3 separate regions of the Mus musculus genome follow, and all the other regions are linked to region 2. A link is a contact called in public promoter capture Hi-C data. All regions are on one chromosome and are shown on one strand. Each heading gives the region's core, a stretch centred on a gene start, on an enhancer-like site or on the middle of the called end of the contact. The rest is flanking DNA. Distances are from core to core; before and after follow the strand shown. Region 1 holds the start of Pias3 (protein inhibitor of activated STAT 3). Region 2 holds the start of Mcl1 (myeloid cell leukemia sequence 1). Region 3 holds the start of Chd1l (chromodomain helicase DNA binding protein 1-like).

Region 1 (3,428 bases), core at 871-3,370, 1.0 Mb after region 2:
CCAAGCCATCTCTCCAGCCCCCATATACTTATCTTGATATGCCCATTTACTGGTCTGGAGTCACAAAAATGTCTGGGGCAAAAACAATATCAAGTGTAAGAAGAAACAAAACAATATGGTTGGCAATGAGCTCAGCTGGCTGTGCCAACATCCCAGTGCACAAAGTCTGAGGTTCTATCCCCAGAACAGACAAGTACCAGGGCCTGATTAGCATGCGGGGAGCTGCAGATGAGATTTAGGGCCAAGTACTTAAGCCTAAATTTAGCTTGAGGGGCCCATCATTTCAAACAGCAAGCAACAACTCCCTTCCCCAATCCCCAGTGTTAGGAGAGGGTGGTTATTTCCCTAGGAACAAAACCAGGAAGTAGTCAAGTATAATTAACAGGCACTAGAAATATTGTTAGCACTTTATGGCCTGCAGCTTAGGTTGGGGCTCATGGAAAGGATTACACTGAAGGCTTAAACTAAATGAGATTATTCCTAGTATTTACTAGAGCTTTTTATTATTTTGCATGTTTGTTGTACAACTTGCCTCTGATGCCAGACTGAGCTTTCGAATGGTTTTAAGCCCTCAGCACCTAGCAATCCCTGATTGCCACTTTAATATTTACCTCCCCCCTTTACAAATATTTACTGGACAAATGACATTATCCCTGAGGCCCCAAACAACTATAAAATGTGGAGTTTTTACGATAACTAGTATAAGGAACAGTGCCTTAAAGTAGCTATCTTTATAGATATAGAAATGAACTACTCAGCCAGGCAGTGGTGGCTCATGCCTTTAATCCCAGCACTCGGGAGGCAGAGATAGGTGGATTTCTGAGTTCGAGACCAGCCTGGTCTACAGAGTGAGTTCCAGGACAGCCAGGGCTACACAGAGAAACCCTGTCTCGAAAAACAAACAAACAAACAAACAAACAAAGAAATGAACTACTCAAATCGTCAGGTTAAGTGACCAACTTGGTTGAAACAGGGCCCTTTGGAGGGTCCAAAGCTTTGGAGGAGGAAGTAGGCACTTTAAAGAGGGGCAGAAGTGTGTCTTCTGTACCTGTATCTCCTTGTGTTCACCAACTGTGGGATCCCTAGTTACTGAAAGCATATTTGGAGGTTGGGAGATAGAGGGTTATCTGTAGGGATTGGGCTGCTTATTTTCCATTTGTAGCCCAGGTTTTCCCCCAGATAGATGGAGATCTCATCCTATAACCTTTCTAAACAACCAGAGTCCCAATGCACATAGTCCCAGTCCAGCCCAGTCCAGGCTCTACACTCCCTCCCGCAAGGGATCAAAGGACTACTCAAACTTTGAATGCCCAGAATCTCTTCTCTCCTCAGCGCTCAGAGGAGTTAATAACTCCCGCCCGGCTCCTGGGCTCCGCCCCTCTCCCCTCTCCGAGGTCCTGGCGGGCTTACCCTGGAGGGGGCGGCCCCAGCAGCAACGCTTGGCCGGGCGGAGCTCAGGCCCGGGCGGTGCTGCGGCTGCAGCGTCCAGCTGCCCGACTGAACTCCAGCCGTGCAGCAGACTGCCGGAGCTGCGCGAGCCCTTTCTGCACCGGGGCTCACCCCCGCAACTCTGCGGGTAAGTCCTGCTTTCCGCACCCAACTTTGTTGCCTGTCAAGCCTTGAGTCGTATGGCGCTAGCAGGACCTAAGCTTGTAATTGCTGTGTTCGGGGGAGGTGAAGAATTCGGAACAGCCGTCTCCAACAGTTCGCAAGTCCCCAACTTCCCCCAAAAAGGACAGGAGAGCATCACTTTCAGAGTTGGCGGGACTCTGGGATTTCGCTAACTAAACTTGCGGCGGAGATCTCCGGGGGACAGGGGCTCCAACTTCGCCGCCCCTCCCCCATCCCTCGGAGCTCCGGCAGTTCCGGATACTTTCCCTCCATCTTTCAAGTATCCTTGGCTGCCTAAAAGCCCATCCCTTCGGGTCCGCCTTCTCGTCGTTACCCGCAGGGCCCCGAGATCCCCGGGCTGCACACTCCCTGCGGGGCCACCGTGTCTCCCGCCGCCGGGAGACTTGCCCCGGCCATCCGGCTGCAGGAGAAGGGGCGAGGCCGGCGGCGGTCCGGAGCCCGGCGGGCGGGGCCGGGAAGGGGAGGTGTAGGGGGCCGGACGGGGCGGAGCAGGCGGCCTTTGCGGCCGGCGCTGGGGCGGAGAGTTTGCGCCGGTCCCTGGGCCTGAGCTCCGGCTCGGGCTGGGGCGCCTGCGATGTCTCAAGATGGCGGAGCTGGGCGAGTTAAAGGTACCGGCCCCCTCCCCCAGCCCCAGCAGGACTCGCTCGGCTGCCCGCTGAGGCGGGGAGGCGACCAGGCTGGGCGCAGCGGGATGGGGTGGGTGCGGGCGACGTGGCAGGGACTGGCTACAGGGATGCGCGGGCAGCGGCCGCGAAAAGGGGCTGCGGTGGCGCCCCGGGGGCGGGGCCGCAGGGCAGATGCAGGGGTGGGGCGGAGGGGGGAATTGTCGCCCCGGAGGGCCGAGGCACAAGGGGCGGGGACGCGGGGCCGTAGCCGCTTTTAGTAGTAGGTAGTTGCAGGGTACAGGCGGGCGAGGGAAAGCTCCTCTAGAGGCGTAGGGGTGAGTCCATCAGGCCAAGAGGTGTGACAGTGAGGGGGAGCCGTAGGGATGGGACCCGAGGACCAGATGTTATCAAGCTCCCGGGGACCTGAAGCTTAGGCTTGGGGCTGCTGTGGGCATCCGAGCCTTGGGCAGTACCGATAGGGGGGCTGAGACGTAAGGGGGCGGGGCTGTACAGGAGCGTACCTTAAGAGATGAGGCAGGAGCATCCTGGAGGCTTAGAGTAAGGAACTGTCCTAATGAGGTCCTGTGGTTGGAGAGGTAGAGAAGTGTGAACCACTGGATAGAAAAAAAGTTATTGAGCCAGTGGAGAAATAAAAACAAGTAGGAGGAGCCAAGGATGGAAAGGTAGAGAGAAGGACAAGGTTTTCATCACATTCCTGAAAAGGAGACCAGGAGGAAAAGAACTTGGGAGAGCTAATGGTCCACCCGTGACTAGGTCTTCTAGACATTCACAGAAGGGAGCCCTAGAAGGAGAGAGATCTTGCCCCACCACAACACAGTCTCCAAGGAACCACACCAGAAGATATCCTACAGAACCTTAGACCTTCATTCCCCCATCTTCTGGCTTCGCCCCATCCTTGTCCCGAGTAAGCCTGAGTTCTAGCCATTGGGCCATCCACGTTTAAGAGCTGACTTCTGTGCTTTGGTTCACAGACCCCATTCTCATTCTCTTGGGGTCTCTGTTGAGAAGTTTGCCTTGGTTCCCACCCTGGTGGCTATCTATGAATATACCATGTATGAGAGAAAGAAGGAAGATGGTAGTTCTGGACTGTTTGGTTTCAGACCCCAGGACAAGGGGGCTGAGGTGCATATTTTACATCTCAAAGCAGCCCTGGCCTCCAGGTTCTCCCAG
Region 2 (3,388 bases), core at 313-2,812:
TATCTGGTTTGAGACAGGGTCTCAACCTTTTAACCCTGGCTGATGGGCGCTTCCTATGTAGACCAAGTGTCTTAGTTTGGGTCTCTGTTGCTATGGCAAAGCACCACAACCAAAAGCAGCTTGGGAGAAAAGGGTTCATTGGGCTTAGCTTGCTTCCACATTACTGTTCATCACTGAAGGACATCAGGACAGGAACTCAAACGGGGCAGGAACCTAGAGGCAGAGGCCATGGGCAGGAGCTGCTAACTGGCTTGTTTCCCATGGCTTGCTCAGCCTGTTTTCTTACAGAACCCAGGACCGCCAGTCCATGGAATTCCAGCTTGTGTCAAGTTGATATTAAGTCTAACCAGTCCACCAAAGATCTTCACCGTTTTATATGGTGCTGGGGATCAACCCAGGACTTCTACAAGGGTAGGCAAATTCTCTACCAACTGAGTTACTCCCGTAACCATCCTTTGTTCATTTTAGACAGCAGGCTCATCATGTAGCCAAAAATGAGTTTTAAATTGAGTCTCTTGCCTCTGCCTCCCCAGGCCTGGGCAAGCTCTTCTGCCAATTGAGCTATAGGCCTAGCCACCATAAATGGCTCATATTTTAGACTTTTACTGTTTGGGGATAGGGTAGGGAGCTAGGCTCTTCTGGCAGCCAGAGGTCAACTCTGGAAAGTGGTCTCACTCCTTCATTGTTAGGTGGGTTCTGTGTATTGAACTCAGGTCTTTAGGGCTGGGTTTCAGGAGCCTTTCACCAGTTGAATCTTTCACAGGCTCCACATAAATAACCCCTTAATAGCTGTCCATGAAAAGTCATTTTGGCCAGGCAGTGTGGGGCACGCCTTTAATTCCAGCACTCGGGAGGCAGAGGCAGGAGGATTTCTGAGTTTGAGGCCAGCCTGATCTACAGAGTGAGTTCCAGTGCAGCCAGGGCTACACAGAGAAACCCTGTCTCGAAAAACAAAAAAACAAAAACAAAAAACAAAAAACAAAAAAAACCGGAACGGAAAGTCATTTTGGAACACAGGGAGTGAGGGCTCACAGTAGAAAAATGACAGAGCAGGACTCCCCCTAACTTTTAAGCAAATCAATGGTTAATATTCCTTTGTGTATGAGACTGGAGATGCCCTCCCTGGTTTGCTCTTCCAGGGTTTAACTCCCAGCACCCACCTGGAGGCAGGCACACAACCACAAATACACACAAACAAAAAAGTGTTTAAGACTGGTATGTTATAAAAACACAGCAGGTAGTGCAACGAGAAAGGCTAAGGCAGGACTGCCTAACGTTAGGACCAGCCTGGGCTATGCAGAGTTCCAGGGCAGCTTGAAATTCAAAAACCGACACAGATCAGCAGGCGTTCCCGAGCAGGAACCATTCCCCGGGAAGCCAAGCACTTGGCCAGCCGGGCTGAGAGTTGTACCGGACAAAAAAGCACAATCCGTCCGCGAGCCAAGGCCAGGTACCGCGCTCCGCCAACCGTAGCCGCGGAAGCCGCGAGAGCGCTCCGGCCGGAAGAGGCGCGGAGTGGCCGGGCCAGCCCTCCGGAAACGCCCGCCCCTTTCCCCTTTTACGGGAAGTCCTCGCCTGCGTCAGCACGGCCCTAAGGCGGCGGCAGGGAACGGCCTTCCTCACTCCTGACTTCCGCCTGCCTCCGGTCTGGAGTCGCGGCCTTCCCCGCTCCTTCCCCTCAGCCTGCGGCGTCCGACCATGTTTGGCCTGCGGAGAAACGCGGTCATCGGCTTGAACCTGTACTGCGGCGGCGCCAGCCTCGGCGCGGGCGGCGGTTCTCCGGCAGGGGCGCGCCTGGTGGCCGAGGAGGCCAAGGCGCGGCGCGAGGGGGGAGGGGAGGCCGCCCTGCTGCCCGGCGCGCGGGTGGTCGCCCGGCCGCCGCCCGTGGGCGCCGAGGACCCCGACGTCACCGCGTCGGCCGAAAGGCGGCTGCATAAGTCGCCCGGCCTCCTCGCCGTGCCGCCCGAGGAGATGGCCGCGTCGGCCGCCGCCGCCATCGTGTCTCCGGAGGAGGAACTGGACGGCTGCGAGCCGGAGGCCATCGGCAAGCGCCCGGCCGTGCTGCCCCTCCTGGAGCGCGTGAGCGAGGCGGCCAAGAGCTCCGGGGCCGACGGCTCTCTGCCCTCCACGCCGCCGCCGCCCGAGGAGGAAGAGGACGACCTATACCGCCAGTCGCTGGAGATCATCTCGCGCTACTTGCGGGAGCAGGCGACCGGCTCCAAGGACTCGAAGCCTCTGGGCGAGGCGGGCGCGGCGGGCCGGAGAGCGCTGGAGACCCTGCGGCGCGTGGGCGACGGCGTGCAGCGCAACCACGAGACGGCCTTCCAGGGTAAGCGGCGCCCGGGCCGGGCCGGGCCGTGCGGGAAGAGGGAAGAGCCGGAGCCTGGCTCTGCAACCAGAATTTTCTGGCTGTGAGTCATTGTTTCCGCCCATCTGGCTGTTGGGTTCAAAGACCGGAAAGGGTGGGATGTCACTGTCGGCGTGGGGTCTGCCTGACTGCTCTAGAGCCGGGAGAGCACGGTCCCCTCGTCGTGGGTGGGCAGAAGGGTAGTGCCCCGCTGCAGACAAAGGAGGCCATGAGGTTTCTTGCTTTTCTTCTCAGGCATGCTCCGGAAACTGGACATTAAAAACGAAGGCGATGTTAAATCTTTTTCTCGAGTAATGGTCCATGTTTTCAAAGATGGCGTAACAAACTGGGGCAGGATTGTGACTCTTATTTCTTTCGGTGCCTTTGTGGCCAAACACTTAAAGAGCGTAAACCAAGAAAGCTTCATCGAACCATTAGCAGAAACTATCACAGATGTTCTTGTAAGGACGAAACGGGACTGGCTTGTCAAACAAAGAGGCTGGGTAAGTTCGTCTTGTGATATAAAGGGACCGTGGAGTGGAAATGGGGTGCAGGATTTTGTGAAGGAGAAGGCACCTAGAGGGTTTTTACAAAGTTTCTCTCCGGTTTCAGATTTAATTTATGTATCTCTTGTTGCATGATGTTGGTCGTTGTAGGTGGTAGGTCCAGAGAAAAACTCATTATGACGGTCTTGAATTGTACCAAAAGGTCTTGTATTCTGTAGGTTGTACTTCTAATTCAGTTGGATAATCTTCAGAGCAGTGGATTCAAACCGTGAAGAAGTAAGAGTCACCTGTGATGACTAAATTACATCCCCCTCATTTTAATCAAATGGATAAGGGGTAGAGCCTGCATTTTAGAAGTTAATACCCAAATACACCAGCTCTGGTGTAAGGTGCACTCATTCTCATTAGGAAATACCCATGGGAGAAATACTACATGGGGATGGATCCAAAGAGTGGTTGGTTATGGGCCCTGCTCAGTCTGTGCAAAAATAATTGAGGTGCAATACAACTGCTGTAAGGTAACTGTTGTGTGGTT
Region 3 (3,655 bases), core at 426-2,925, 2.0 Mb after region 2:
CTTATACCCACAAATAAGCGCAGTCCTCTCCCCTCATCAAGGAAACTTTCCTTTGACAGAGATGGAGAGCAATAGAGAGGACCACAACCAATTAGAATGCAGAGTGTAGAACTCAGTCCCAATGGATAGATCCACACCTAAGGTATTGTGGAAGAGGGGACAGAAAGCAAGGTCAAAAACTTTGTTGTCAAATTGTGTCTCCAAGTAACACCAGACGCTTTGTTTACACTGTCACCAACATGACTGCCCACACATGCAGATAGTACCAGTGAGCATGCCAAAATGAACAGAGAGGAGCCATTGAGGCCTCAATCCTACACAAAGAACTACAGGCAACTAAGAAAAGCTAAGAGCAATAAAAGGGGTCTTCTCTAGGGAGGAGCACACCAACTGGCTGTCCAGTGCCAACCAGTCAGCCCTGAAACGTACATACAAGTGACACTAAACACACTGAACTAGTATATCTAGGAGTATTTATGTACATAGGTATAAGCATAGGATAACGATTAAGTGGGGGGAGGGAACATGGATTTGAAGGAGAGAATGGGAGGGTTTATGAGAGTGTAAAGAAGTAAAGAGGAGGTGTAACTATAATCTCAAAAATAAAAATTTTAAAGTTGAATATAAATGGAAAATATTAATATGAACTGCTTGTCTTTCACTTCGCCCTCATCGTCATCTGCCCCTCCTCTAAGCTAACGGAACTTTTTTTTTTTTTTTAAAGAACGAGTCTCTCTATTACATAGCCCTGGCTATCATGGAACTAGCTGTGTAGAGCAGGCTGACCTTGAACTCAGAGATCCACCTGCCACTGCCTTCCAAGCGCTGGGTTAAAGGGTGCGCCACCGCCTGGCAGAAAGGCACATTTTGTTGCCTTTCCAAACCCTCACCTTTTGGTGGTACTTGGCACGTGTAAGTCAAGCGCTTCCTTATGCTTTCAAAAGCACGTATCCGCTAGTAAAGAAACTGGGTCCTAGGGCCGCTATTTATTTTGTTTATCTGCTCCCCATACCCCACAGTACTCTCTCGACAGCAACAAATAACGACCACGAGGTGACAACTGGTGAGTCATTATGACTTTCCGTTACACCAGCACTACATTCCCAGCAGACACATAAGGAAAGGAGTCTTGGGATGTGGAATAGAGAGAACGCCGCAGGATGAGGATGCTCCAGGTCCACTGGGGTCTGCAGGCCGGCGGTCTCTAAATCTGGAACCTACAAACTGAGGTCTACACATCTGGAGCCTACACACCTGGGGTCCACACATGTGGGATCCCCTCACTTGGGACTCGTAATGGCAAGTGGGCTTAATACGAAAGCACAAGAGGCACAGGACAGGACAAACTTTGCTGGGCAGCGCAACTTTGAGAGTTCATTAGGGAGCCGCAACAAGTGAGTGCGCATGCCCAGTCGGCAGGGAAACGCAGACTGGGAGGAGCGAGAGCGGCCGGGAAGCTGCTGGCTCCCCCGCTGTCCCCGCGTAGGCCAGCGCTGCCGCGCGCCTTCCCGGCTCCCGCCCGCCCCCGGGCGTCCCCGGCCCGCTCACCAGTCAAGCCCCACTGCTGTAAGTCCGGTTCCTGCACCCGCGTCCGAAGCGGCTCCGGCCCGTGTTCGGCCGGCAGCGCCTGCAGGAAGCGCGGCAAGCCGCTCGCCATCCCGAGAGGCCCCGCGCCTTCGCTCCCGCGCGTGCGGAGTACAACGCACCGCCGCCAGAGGGCGCAGCTCGCGCGCCTTCCCACGCTTCCTTAGCACGCAGGTGCGGAAGACTCTGGTCTAAGTGTGCGTCTGCGACTAGGACCTAGAGGCTGCCTTTGCTAAAAGCTCTGACTCCTAACTTGGGTTGCTTGGGTAGCTAACAGCAAGCTCAAAACTTGGCAAGCTCCCCACCCCCCCTTAATTTCTTATCTGTCTTCTTTAAACTTTGGGTCCGATTCCTGAGCAGCTTTCCATGTTTTCAGTTACGATGCACATGCCTAAAAACTAGTACTACAAGGTAGATACGTCTTATATTATCTAACCTTTTTCTTCATGTATGACTAAAAACACCAAAATAAGATTAACTTTATCTCTTAAAATGTGTAGTGACAAGATACATTCAAAGAAAAGACCCTGGTGGTACATTCCTGTAATCTCAGCATTGGGGAGGCTGAGGCAGGAGAATTTGTGAGTTCAGTCTAGCCTGGGCTGCAAAGCAGGAAGGTGTCAATAAATAATAAAGATCAAAGCTCAGTTAGCAGAATGCTTGCCTCGAATGTACCAAGCCCTCGGGTGGGGCATGAGGGTGAGCACCTGTAATCCTAGCCCTAGGGAGCTGTCGGCAGGAGGACCGGAGCTCACGGTCAGCCTCAGCTACACAAGTTTGAAACCAGCCTAAGGTGCAGTAAACCTTTTCTTAAAAATAAAGTGCGAGAGAACTTCCCCCCCCCCCATCCCCTCAAGATTCCAAGAGTAGCCATTCAAACAGAACATCTATGTGTGATAAAAACAAAAACAAATAACAAATAACTAATGGCCACGTTGTCCTAAGAAGGACCAAGGCTGGCCCCACTATGCAGAAGTAGTCCTCTAATGACTAAGGGACTTTACCCATCCCGTTATACAGACTTCTCCAGGAACACACAGAACCAGAACTGAGGTACAACCAGATCAAGAGGGGAGATGTCAGATACACCAAGGTCATCGCACCCCTCTGTGATCAATTATCCCGTTATACAGACTTCTCCAGGAACACACAGAACCAGACCTGAGGTACAACCAGATCAAGAGTGGAGGTGTCAGATACACCAAGGTCATCGCACCCCTCTGTGATCAATTACGTTGAGGTTAAAGATTAACTCAAAAAAAAAAAAAAAAAAACAGTTCTCAGTGGGTACTTGAAGTTTCTTGTTTATAATATGAACTACTAGTGGGCTCTTACAAGAACATAGTGTGTTATCTGTCCCTTACCAGTGGAACTGAACAAACTTGCCCCCGTTTTCCAATAGAGCTGTATTGAATACAGTCCTTTTTTCACTAGTCGTTTTTCCATTTGATTGGGGGGGGAGGGGCAAATGGCTGGACCTGGTTTGTTGAGAGTCCCCCCAAATCAAAACTCTGGCAGCACTTCTGACCGTACTCTTGAGTCCCCAAGTCACTAGAAATGCTTACCAAGGGTTGGTTTTGAGTATCAGCTGTTATTTAACCAACACTGCCATCGTGTGCCTCGTGTGCCAGATTTCCCCTGTACTGGGGAAATAGAATTCAGTTAACAGTCCAGGCAGACAGTGCTAAAGCTGTAGCTGGAGGCACTCCGGTTCTCCTGAAGTGCTTTCCACTCACTTATAACCGCTTTCTTCCCCTCCATCTAGGAATAAAATTAAAATTGGAAAGAAAGTGATTGATGCCGACCAAAGCCATGGGCGTTGCATAGTGGGGCTGGACTGACCCTGTAGGCTAGCTTGTCGGTGGCAAGGCTTCCTCAAACTCCTGAGAGGAAGGTGTGACTTTCAAGGGCTTCTCTGGAGTGATTTTGCATCTGGTCTCTCTGTCTCACTTCCTTCTCCCCAGGTTCTAATCTGCTAAAGCAATGCAGTCAACCACTCGCCACTTATTCAAAAGCATTCCTATTTTCTTCTTACTTAAAGTAATCCAGAGAGAGATAAGAATCTAGCTTT

The links. Promoter capture Hi-C pulls out the DNA fragments that hold promoters and counts their contacts.
Region 1: a contact with region 2 is called in a promoter capture Hi-C map of pre-B cells, with 2.4 times the contacts expected there. The contact joins the promoter of Pias3 here to the promoter of Mcl1 in region 2. A contact is called at or near these places in 2 of 39 promoter capture datasets (liver and pre-B cells) and 1 of 115 datasets of contacts at active chromatin or transcription factors (pancreatic cancer cells).
Region 3: a contact with region 2 is called in a promoter capture Hi-C map of liver, with 2.6 times the contacts expected there. The contact joins the promoter of Chd1l here to the promoter of Mcl1 in region 2. A contact is called at or near these places in 1 of 39 promoter capture datasets (liver) and 1 of 115 datasets of contacts at active chromatin or transcription factors (pancreatic cancer cells).

Annotation. Positions count from the first base shown.
Region 1 is chr3:96,694,956-96,698,383 of GRCm38.p6, forward strand. It overlaps Pias3 (protein inhibitor of activated STAT 3), which reads left to right and starts at 2,121. Exons shown (of 14, transcript NM_001165949.1): 1 at 2,121-2,240. The coding sequence starts at 2,217.
Region 2 is chr3:95,657,159-95,660,546 of GRCm38.p6, forward strand. Mcl1 (myeloid cell leukemia sequence 1) reads left to right here and starts at 1,563. Exons shown (of 3, transcript NM_008562.3): 1 at 1,563-2,329; 2 at 2,603-2,850. The coding sequence starts at 1,699.
Region 3 is chr3:97,608,515-97,612,169 of GRCm38.p6, forward strand. Chd1l (chromodomain helicase DNA binding protein 1-like) reads right to left here and starts at 1,676. Exons shown (of 23, transcript NM_026539.2): 1 at 1,549-1,676. The coding sequence starts at 1,657. It also overlaps a transcript of Fmo5 not described here.